Linked DNA regions of Sus scrofa: all the other regions are linked to region 1. The links are chromatin contacts, called in public Hi-C and promoter capture Hi-C maps. All regions are on one chromosome and are shown on one strand. Each heading gives the region's core, a stretch centred on a gene start, on an enhancer-like site or on the middle of the called end of the contact. The rest is flanking DNA. Distances are from core to core; before and after follow the strand shown.

Evidence for each region. Promoter capture Hi-C pulls out the DNA fragments that hold promoters and counts their contacts. A called contact is a pair of places that touch in the nucleus more often than the background predicts.
Region 2: a contact with region 1 is called in a Hi-C map of liver, with 7 times the contacts expected there. The contact joins the promoter of MRPS35 here to the promoter of FGFR1OP2 in region 1. A contact is called at or near these places in 1 of 5 promoter capture datasets (liver) and 3 of 47 Hi-C or Micro-C datasets (heart right ventricle, liver and skeletal muscle).
Region 3: a contact with region 1 is called in a promoter capture Hi-C map of liver, with 2.4 times the contacts expected there. The contact joins the promoter of PPFIBP1 here to the promoter of FGFR1OP2 in region 1. A contact is called at or near these places in 1 of 5 promoter capture datasets (liver) and 1 of 47 Hi-C or Micro-C datasets (liver).

The regions. Positions count from the first base shown.
Region 1 is chr5:46,822,001-46,825,646 of Sscrofa11.1, forward strand. It overlaps FGFR1OP2 (FGFR1 oncogene partner 2), which reads right to left and starts at 2,062. Exons shown (of 6, transcript XM_005664032.3): 1 at 1,746-2,062. INTS13 (integrator complex subunit 13) reads left to right here and starts at 2,510. Exons shown (of 17, transcript NM_001243595.1): 1 at 2,510-2,699; 2 at 3,636-3,646.
Region 2 is chr5:46,020,960-46,024,605 of Sscrofa11.1, forward strand. MRPS35 (mitochondrial ribosomal protein S35) reads right to left here and starts at 2,044. Exons shown (of 8, transcript NM_001244927.1): 1 at 1,901-2,044. The coding sequence starts at 2,012.
Region 3 is chr5:46,220,849-46,224,494 of Sscrofa11.1, forward strand. PPFIBP1 (liprin-beta-1) reads right to left here and starts at 2,046. Exons shown (of 28, transcript XM_021092144.1): 1 at 1,825-2,046.

The DNA of each region.
Region 1 (3,646 bases), core at 812-3,311:
GAAAACATGTAAATTATGTATTTTAGAAAAGCATCTCATACAGACATATCATTGTATGAGAAAGTACAAGAAATTTTCACTGTCCTTGAAAATGGTGGAATGAACACATTTGGAGCTTTATGAAGAAAATGAATTTTTAAAGGAAGAACAGAATTTGAAAGTAAGGACACAGAAGAATTTTTTTTTTTAACTACATGCTACTTGGAATTGTAGCTAAATATAAGTTGCACATACATATGTTCAAACAGGAAAGACAATTCAGCAAAGGACTAACCTAATCTTGATTATTTCTAACCTATGGGCAAGGATTCATTGGAAGAGTTACATGGATATACTTACACCAAGCATGGTCTATAGTCTAAATATTTCTCATACATATATATCCCACTATTTTTTTATAGGCAGAGACTGGTAATAATAAAATACAAAATCATTTAAAAGCATAGAAGTTTTTTGCTACTATGCACAACCTCAACAAATAGATATTAAAAGTACAACTCCTTGTGTGTTGGGGTAACAAGGTTCCTCATATTCAAAACAGGTCAGGGTTCTATTACATTATAAATACGCATACACACACATATATATATAAATAATATCTGCTATGTGCCAAGCATTGGACGAACTTCTGTTAGAGAAAGATAAGACATGATTCCAGCTCAAGCGCAAACGGGCACAAGAGACAGATACTTGAACAAATAATGTCTCACACAATCTAAAAAACACTGCAAAAGGACTATTTTAAGTGCTTTGGGAGCACGGTGGTACTATCAGTGTCACCTGGAGGAATCTGAGAAGTCTATGAATTGGATCTTGATAGGTGCTTTTTAAAAAAAGGAAGAGTAAGCATTAAAGGCAGATGATGCAGCATATACAAAGGCTTGTGAAAGCGTTGGAGAAACAGCCAGTAGTCTGGCATGACAGGATACTGAGGTATTTGGAGGCGAGGCAAAAAAAGACGGAAAAGGTAAAGTGGATTAGGACACACAGTAAAAGGTCCTAAGTGATATACTTAACAATTTGGTCAGCAATATCGATACTAAAAAGGTGTAAAGAAAGGGTTGATATAAACAGATTTTGTATTTCAGAATGGCAGGGAAGGATGACGGTAGGGAAATCAGTTGGGGGTGGGCAATGATTCTGGTCAAAGAAGAAATACCATAGTGCAGTGAAAGTGGAAATAAGCCAAGGATGAGCCTTAGGTTCCTAATCTGGACAGCAGGATGGATACAGGTATACCATCATTTGAGATGAGATACAGAAGAAAGGCAGGAAGAAAACCAGGAAAAGATAGGATTCTTTGGAGGGCAGCTTCAAGGCAGTATGATTATCCAGGAAGAGAACTAGGAAAAGAGCAATACTTCTTGGAGGGCGGTTTCAAGAAAGAAGTAATGATTAACCAAGTCATCTTCTGCAAAGGGGTAAACTGAAAACTGAAAAGGACGCCTCTTCCATCCCTGCCGACCACCCCCACCCCGCCTCGCAAATGCTGAGCTCCCAGGTGGGTTAGGCAGGAAGAAAACAGAGACGAAAGGTGTGTCCACAAGATTTGGGCCAAGGGTTTCCATCAAACTTTCCGTACCTCAGCTCCGGAAAGACGGTCTCAGAGCTGAGAACAGAGAGGAACTACCGCGCCCAGGCACGGGCAGCCGGTGGTTCAAGAGGTGGGGCAAAGAGCACCGTCAGGGGAAGGAAGCTTCCGACTCTCTTAAACCCGCTCTGGTCCCTGGACTGATTCCACTTACTCTGATCTCAATCCCTCGCAGCCGTCAGCTGTGGCGACTAGGACTCAAAGCCTCTGCCAACGGGGACCTATGCACCCAAGGGAAGAGACTCCTCTCGCTTGTTCAGCTTCTTCAATAGCAGACGCAGACCCCAGCAGAGGTAGTGTTGGGGCAGATGGGAGGGTCATAGGTGATCAGTCCCATTACTGGTCAGGGTAAAAACCTCCGCTCACCGCCTCCGACCTGCGCTCTCAGAGCGCCTCAACCTCGCGAGACTTCCTCCCTCGCGTTACCGTGGGGGCAGAACCCGGCGATTTACTTGAGGCCTCTAGCTGACATGCGCAAGAGGTAGGGGCGGGGCACTTATACGTCCCTCCCCACTGATCCACATTCTGGCTTTTGCTCGGCCTCTCGCTAAGTCTCGCGAATTTTGCTTGGGGAAATCGGCCTGGGTTGGAGAGACTGAGAAGGGAGACCTGGTGGGAGGGCCTTACGCTTAGGGGACCGTGGCTGCTTTAGCTGGTGCTGTGGTTGGTACTTCGCTGTGGGGAGGTTCTCAGGTCGCCCGGATCAATCTTCCCAATGGGTGACTGGGAAAATTAGCGGATAGAAAATCCTGATGGTTGGAGGCATTCTTTTCCCCTTGGCTCCGCCCTCTTCCTGTTAGAGACCTTAGTGTCTGGCCCACCGAGGGGGAAGGGCAGCTTGGCGGGGCTGTCAAGGGCGCTTTGCGCACGCGCCAGTCCGAGTGTGTGAGTGTTTGTGTTCACGCGCAGGCGCGCGCGCGCTCCTGCATTTAGGAAGCCTGGGAAGGACCGGTGTGCTAGGAGATGAGCGGGGAAAACCTAGTCCCCGGTCTTTGGTACCAGACATTCCTGACTGTGCGCTGACCCTCCCCACCCAGCCAGCAGCCTTTTCCAGAGAGGCTGTGGTTCTTAGCCTCTGTTCGTTTTCACTGCAAGACCAGGCACGAAAGTAAGCGAACCTCGATCCTGAGATCTTCCCTATCCACTCACCTTGTACTTTCCACCCCCCACCCTCTGGCAGAGTGTGTCTAGGTTTCTCAAAGAAGAGTTTTGCATGAAGGGGAAATGCGTTTGAAAGCGGCCGGGCTGTAAAAAATCGGTTCGTTTTGATGAACACTTTTGCTCTGTTTACCATGTGCTTTTCGAATGTGAATTGTCTATTCGGTATAAGATTGTATTAGCGAAGCAAGGGAGTTTTTGTAAGAAAGTTTTAAAAGTTCTTTCTCCCATCAGTGTGATAATAGCACATAAGTTTTTCTGTTCTACATGATAAATTACTGTGGTGTTTCTAAAGCTAATGGGGAGAGTGTGAATTTGAGGTCCTTATCCTAATGCGAAAATCTAATAATGCAGTTATCCTAGGAAATGTTTATGTTTGGGGCTTCCCTTTTGTTGTCACTCCTCTTTCCAGTTTCCAAACCTTTTTTCAGAAGTCTTGAGATTTTTTTTGGAGGGAAGCCCAAAAATGCTGACCTGGGTTGGTTTGCAGGTTTTTATGTGATTGATGTCAACTCACAAGGATCATCAAAAGTGTATTTGAAGAGTATTTGTCGCTATTATGTGTTATGTAAGGGAAACAAGTACGATTATTTGTAGAAATGTTTTCTTCTGACAAATTTAAGTTCATTCCAAAAGCAAAAATATATATATACATGGGTTGTAATCTTGCCTGTGACAGGTTAATATGGTGTAGTTCATCCCTTGAATTGATAGTTACTCTATGGTCATGACCTCATTAAATTTGTCCTTTGTTGGATAAATTCCTTTGAATACTGATTGTTCATGTCCCCTACCAAATCTTCTTGAGGAAAAGACACATTCATTAGAAATAATTTAAGATAGTAAATGTTATGTATGTTTGGCTAATGTATTTTATCCCTTACAGGTTAAAACAAA
Region 2 (3,646 bases), core at 794-3,293, 800 kb before region 1:
TATCAAATCCATCAGTAAGTCCTGTTAGTGCTACTTTCATGATGTATCTCAAATCCAACCACACCGGCTTCTCCACTATTACTTCAATCCAGATCACTGTCATCTCATTTGGAGTACTACAACCGCTTCCAACATCAGCCCTAGTTCTCCACATAGCAGCCGGTGATCTTTTAAAAATATAAATTGGGAGTTCCCATTGTGGCGCACTAGAAACAAATCCAACTAGTATCCATGAGGATGCAGGTTTGATCCGTGGCTTCTATCAGTGGGTTGGGGATCCGGCGTTGCTGTAGGCTGCAGATGCAGCTTGGATCCCCAGTTGCTGTGGCTGTGTTGTAAGCTAGCAGCTGTAGCTCCAATCTGACCCCTAACCTGGGGACTTCCCTATGCTGCAGGTGAGTGTGCCCCCCCCCAAAGCTAAATAAGTAAACAAATTAACATGATATCACTTCCTGTTCAAAGCCTCCCAATGTGATCCCAAACTTAAAATAAAATCCAAGCCAAATGCCTTTAAGTCTTTACCAGATAAGGTCATTACTTAATCTGATGTCTTATTTTTCCACTCACTTAGCTCTGACCAGCTGGCCTTCTTTCTGTTCCTCGGTCACACCCCTAAGCTTGTTCTCACTTTTGGGCTTTTGTACTTGAAGTTCCCTATGCTAATAATGCTATTCCAGCGATCTGCTCAAATGTCAATCCCCCAGGGAGTTACTTCTTGACTATTTTATCTCACCCTATGCCACTACTTGCCCAATCCATCATTCTCAATACTCTGTTTTTCTTCATAGCACTAATTACTACCTCACACTGTACTGACATTGTTTACCTGTTTATAATCTGACTTGTCCCCAAAGAATGTAAACTTCCTGAGATGAAGTGCCGTACTGTATCCCAGTATCCAGAACACAGTAGGAGATTAATTATTTGCAGAATGAATAAAAGAATGAAAAATTAAAAAGTGTTAAGACCATGAAGAGCCACCATGATGAATTAAGGAATTTATCACTTATCTTCAAGCATATAAAACCATTTGTAGATTCTGAACACGGAGGTGACAAGTTTGCTTTTTGCACATTTCACTCTGGCTGTTCTGAGAATTCAATGCAGGAGAGTTAGAGCAGAAATAGAGACCAGCAAAGAAACTACTGTAGAAGTTAGAAGGTGGCTAAACTGGACAGTGAGTAGTATGAAGATCAGAAATATTATAGAAAGTAGCACGGATAGGACCTGGTGAATGTCTGGAGGCTCGCCCTGGACTGAGCTTTTACCGATTCTTGTGAGGCTCCTCCTTGGTGCCCTCCCCCCCACTCCATCAGTATATTCACTTCTATGACAGTACATCACACTGCATAGTACTTATAATCGACATACAACTAGAGCTTTCCATTAGATTCCTCCAAGGCAAGAACGGTATCAGGGAATCCCTAAAGTTTATTTTAAATGCAGGTCGCCTCAATAACGCCTACTGAATGAAGGTCACCCAATCTGGTGGCATGGCTACATGGAATTCAGAGCAGAACTTTTTCTAGGACACCTGTACGCTTCTCTTAAATTTCAGAAAAATCCGTGATTCAAAACTGCCTACCAACATTACCGAGAACCAGAGACCGGTACCGGGTGGCCCTGGGCAGGAGCACTAGAAAGCGCAGGAGGAAGGGAGCAAGCTCGCGGCGCTCGGGAGGACCCTGCCACAGACACCGGCTGCTAGGAACCAGGAGACACTCCGTGTACAGGGCGGACCCACTTCAGAGACTTTACTACCAGGGGGACTCAGGCTGGCAGAGGACGCACCGGCTTCCCCGGGGACGGCGGGTGCTCAGCCATCGCGGCAGCCACCATAGGCCCGTATTCCGCCCTCCCACCGCCGCCAAAGCCCGGAGGCCACGGGGCAGACACTCACGCAGGGCTGGTCTCGGAGAGCGTGTTGCCGGAGACATAGCCGTAGAAAAGGCACGAAAGGTACCGGCCCGTGACTTCAGGATCAGCCATGCAGGGAGCGAGGTGGCCGCCATGTCTGCGCAGACGGCAAGCGGCAGGGGACAAGCGCGCAACGAATCAACGGGCGGGCCTGAGGCCCTACTGCGCAGGCTCACGTGTCTTGCTCGGCCCCCCCGGGAGCAAGAAACAGTAATCATGTGGGTCCGCGATATCACAGCCGTGGGAGCAGGAGTCAGTTACACAAGAAACTGCCCTTAAATAGAAAAAAGCAGTAGTAAGAAAACGAAAAGGTGAAAAATAGAAGTAGAGGTTCTCGCTGTGGCGCAAAAGGATCAGCGGCATCTTGGGAGCGCTGGGACGCAAATTCGATCTCCTGCGGGGACAGTGAGTTAAGGATTCTGCGTTGCCTCAGCTGCAGCTTAAGCCGCCTTGCGGCTTGGATCTGATCCCTACTAGGGAACTCCATATGCCAGGAGGCGGCCAAAAAAGAAAAAATAAAAAGCGAAAAAAACAGGGAAGCTATCAGTCCAAAGACAATTGTAAATAAGGAGCATAAGGGATGGCTGAAATGTGGCTTATACAGGCCAGATGAGGGCGAACCTCAGATGGCCTAGAAATCAGTTCTAAGGCCCTGCTACTTTGCAGTTGCTGCTTTTCTGCACTTTCTTGAGTGGAAGGAAGTCTTCAGCTAGTGCAAGTGATTATGCCTTGAGAAGAAAGGCAGTATCCGATAATAATTAAAAGGATGACCTCTTGAGCCAGACTAGCACTTGAGTTGAAAACTTGACTTCACCATCTTTCGAATGTGTCGTCCTAATCAGTCAAAGGTCTGGGTACAATACTGGCATATAGTGAGCACAGGTTATAACTGTTGTCAATGATTTGGTTAGTTTGTTTGTAGATCAGGTTAGAATTGCAAAAAGGCAGAACTCATCAGGACCTAGAAAATAATGGATATACTTTAAGGAGCTCTTTTCTTTTCTACCCTAGGATATATTAACATACACCACTTAATAAAGATTATCTTCTATTTTTTTGATAGATATGTGTAATATTCAAAGTACAAAATTGTAATAACAAGAACTGGGAGCAAACAAAATTCACTCTTGGTAAGCATACCAAGTAGAGCATAGGTGTGCAGGTGTCCCAGAGTGTTCTACCTGTGAATATTGTGTGCCATGGGCATCAGTGTGTGGCATGATAAGGACAAGTATTTGAAGTAATTGCCATCCTCATCTTTTCTGGCCTCTTACCAGCCTATTATTGCTCCAAATAAGAAATATGGTCTGTTAGGTGTATTTGTTTCCTTGAGCTGCTGTAACAAAATACCAGAAGCTGGGTGACTTAAAAACAACAACAGTTTATTCTCTCACAGTTCTAGAAGCCAGAAATCCGAAATCCAGATGTTTGCAAGGGATGGTTCCTTCTGGACGTTCTGAAGGAAGCCCTGTGCCTCTCTTCTAGTCTTGGATGGTTTGCAGGCATCTTTGGGGCATTCTTTGACTTATAGACACATCAATACTTTGGGGCATTCAAAGAATTTGGGACATTCTTTGACTTATAGACAGATCATATAACCAAGCAGAACCCTGTGAAGCCTTCCCAGAGTGGATCCCGACTCATGTCCTCTACCTGCCTTTTTGTCTACAGAAAAACTTTAGCCAAAGAATCGGTTTAATCAAAGAAGTGGAAAAATACAGAGAAAAAG
Region 3 (3,646 bases), core at 796-3,295, 600 kb before region 1:
AACTCTCACCAGCCCACAAAAATTCTACCTCACCTCTTGCTCTTTCCTGCTGAAAAAGTACATTGGAAAACACAGCATGATTTATGTCCTTCCTACAGAATATAAATAGAAACGATTTGGTCACCGTTATTTCAGAGACATGAGACAATTTCTGTTTCTTAGTCCAAAACACACATCGAAATGAAAATGTTCTGGCCTTTCCAGTCAAGCACACCTTCCCTTTGCAAAAAGCCTGATCTCTATCCACCTTGTGCTAATTAAATTTTCGAGAACAACAATACAGATCCAGGTGTTTTATAAACAACAGCAAAAACAAAACAAAACAAAAAAAAAAAACACACTTCTTTCTTGCCCTGAAACTTAACTGTCACCTGGTTAGAAAGACAGAGAACCTCATGTATGAAGTCTTGCATCTCCACACTTGCCAACTTGGGTTATCAGGTGCAATTTGGTGGCTTCTTTCTTTCCTCCTGTCGGGGAAATGCCCTTTGGTTCAGGCACCTGAGGTGCAGCTTTTGATTCACAGTGAAGTCCACAGTTTCCTCCCAACCTGGCAACAGAAGGCTCCTCACTGCTGAGGAACTCTGGTAAAAGCAAAGGGAAACCTGACTCAGGAGTCTCAGCGCAGACACTCTCTTTCCTTCTCCAAAAGAAAGAGCCTTCAGCGATGATGAGTGAGGATCCTGAATCAGTTTATGGAGTTAATTTTTTTCACCAGAAAACAACTGTAGGACCTGGGCACACAAAATCTCCAAGCAAGAAATAGAAAGGGTTTGAAACCACAAATAAGCAAAAATCAGAATTCTACACTTCCACTTGTCAAAATACCCTTTAGCTCTCGACAGGCCATTGCTTTCCCTAAATACCAAACTTAGACACTCAATCAGGTTCTTCATCTATTGCTCTCTGCACTTCTTATTGAAAGGAAGGATTTGTTTTGGTCCCACATGTTGGAAAATTCATGTTCCTATAATTAAGAGTTTGTATGCCACGCCTTCTGCCACATTTCCCTGTAAAAACTCCCTTCTCTAAAAAGGATCCATGAAAACAACTACCAGCCCTCATCTTTCTCTCAAGCAATCCACAGAAGACAGATCCAAAGGTTCTCGGCAGCCTTCCTAACCCCTCCAGATCACAAAGTTGGCAAGCCATGGGATTCTCCGCTAAAATGTAAGAATGAAAACGAGTTGGCGTTGAAGTGTGCCCCCAAGAGACCGGTTTTCCCACAGGCTCAATGAATTTCCCACACCCCAAATGAATTCCTCAAATCTTGACTATGGAAAAGGATTTTTTATGTTATTATGTAAGAATATATAAACATAACAATGACAGTCTTTCATTTAAAGCAACGCATAATAGGCCACAGGAGAACCAAAAAAATACAAAACTTTTCTCCTCTCTCAAAGAGCATAATGTTTGAGTCCATATTTCATAAACTTTTAGTGACATTTTAAAAGAACACCCCTACACACACACACACACACACACACACACACACACACACACACACACACACACACCACTCCTCTGATCGGGGTTCTCAAGTATTATTAGAAGACTAGGGTGTGGGGGGTTTAAGGACACAGTCAAGATTTTACATGTCGAATTCCGGAGGTATTTTTCCCATACAAACTAGTTGAGAGCCCCAGTTGTTAAGCCCTACCGCACCCCGCAAAAAGTGTGGGTTCCCACTGGGAGAGAGGAGTGAGCTGGGAGAGAGGAGTGAGCTGGAAAAGGAAATCGAGTGGGGAAAAGGAGGAGCAGCTACAACCACACAACGGTGCCACTGCTTGCCGGTCCCCAAGAGAGGACAAACGCCCTTACCTGGGGGAGGAGAGCCGCCCGCACGAGTTGCAAAAGTTCTGGTTCACCTTCGCTCGGAGTTCAAAGCGCCGGCCCTCTGCCCCCACGGCAGTCTGGCCACTCCGAGTCCTCTCCCGGCCGGCTCCCGCCTTCCCCACCCTCTCGGCCCTACACCATGTCAGGAATCCGGGCAGGCACCGAGCTGGGAGCTGACATCACTCCCAGTTCCAGGTACCTCCCCTCCCTCGCGCCCGCCCGCCCGCCTCCCTCCCCGCAGAAATTAGCCAAAGAGAGGACGCCGGGGGGGCGTTGGCGCGCCCCCGCTCGCGCTGATTGGGCCCGCGGGCTGTCAGTCAGAGGAGCCCACTAATTTTACACATTCCTCGCTGAGCCCGGCAAGGGCTGGAAGTGGGTGTTGATGGAAAAAAAATGCTGCCTTTCCTGCTATCTCTAAGGGAGGGAGAATAATGGTACGAGGAAGATCCTTGCGGGTGGCGTTTTAAACTTTTCTTGGCGCATTTACCCTCTCCCAGGTCGGAAACGAAACTAACCCACCCAAGCCCCCTTTTGAAGGAAAAACAGTCGCCTCTGTGTCACGGGCAAGTCCGAGTCCGGCGGCGCGTGGAGCAGAAAATGGCTAGCTTGAAGTCAGGCAAATAAAGGAAAACGCCAGCTCCCTCTGCTAACCCTTTTATCTTGGGACGGCTGGGCGTTCCCTTAGACGGGAAATTTAGAACTTCAAAAGCACTTCGGGAAGATGTGAAGGAGAATCCTAGAAACCGCGACCCAGCTCTGGGTTGTTAACCGGGGGTGTTATCCACCATGCGGCGGCTTTTGCTTTTAGCGATGGAAACCCAGCACACGAGCTTCCAGGCAAATAAAATTGAACCTCTGAAGAACAATTACTATTTACCTTTTTAAAGATCTTAAGGCTGCTGTTTCCATGCACAATTGAAGGGGGATGGGGGTGGGGGAACCTCACAATTGAGTTCAGCAAGCCACAGGAGAATAATTACTGTTGAATGGAACCAATTGCAGTGGCTGAGGAATCAATTAAGAATTAACTAACGTTTACGCTGACAGCTATCAGGCAGTATAATACTCCCGGCCAACAAAACAGAAAGATTCCCAGGAAATGGGTCTTTCAGTTTGCCTAATAACTGCTTGCAAGGCAGGACTAAATGGTGAAAAGTGGCCCTCTTTACATGATATATAGATATATTATCCATCATCTTCTGGAATTACAATGAATGAATTATTGGTTTCCTGTTGGATTTTATTGTTTGTTTTTTTGATGGATGACACGTCATACATTTCACCATCCTGCCAAAAATTGTAGAAGGGAGGCAGAGAGTCCACCATTGTGTCTCACTTCAATCTTCACATCCATCCTGTAAAGTGAGTGTCATTAGCCTCATTTTAACCTAAAGGAATCCAAGGCTCAGCAAGCTTAGGTAAGTAAATTGCTCCAGAACACCCAGGACTGGGGTTGAAACCCAGGTTCATTTGACTCTGAAGCTATTTATTCTCTTTAAAGTAGTGATTGCCCACAGTCTACACTCACTCCAACACTATCATGCTAAAAAAAAAAAAAAAAAAAAAAAAAATCTGAAGACCCAGATAATGCTCACAGACCTGCTCTTTTACCATGATGCTGTTTGTCAAACCTACACAAATTCCAAGCTCCTGACTTGTATTTCTGAATCCATTTCCCTCCAACTCTAAGTCTTTCTATGCACCACTTTGAAAGGCATTTTCTAAAACAGTGTTTGGTTTTACTATCAACATCTTCCCCTCTAAATCAGGGCCCCCTCCCCTTCTCTGCCATTCCTAGTGGGACATT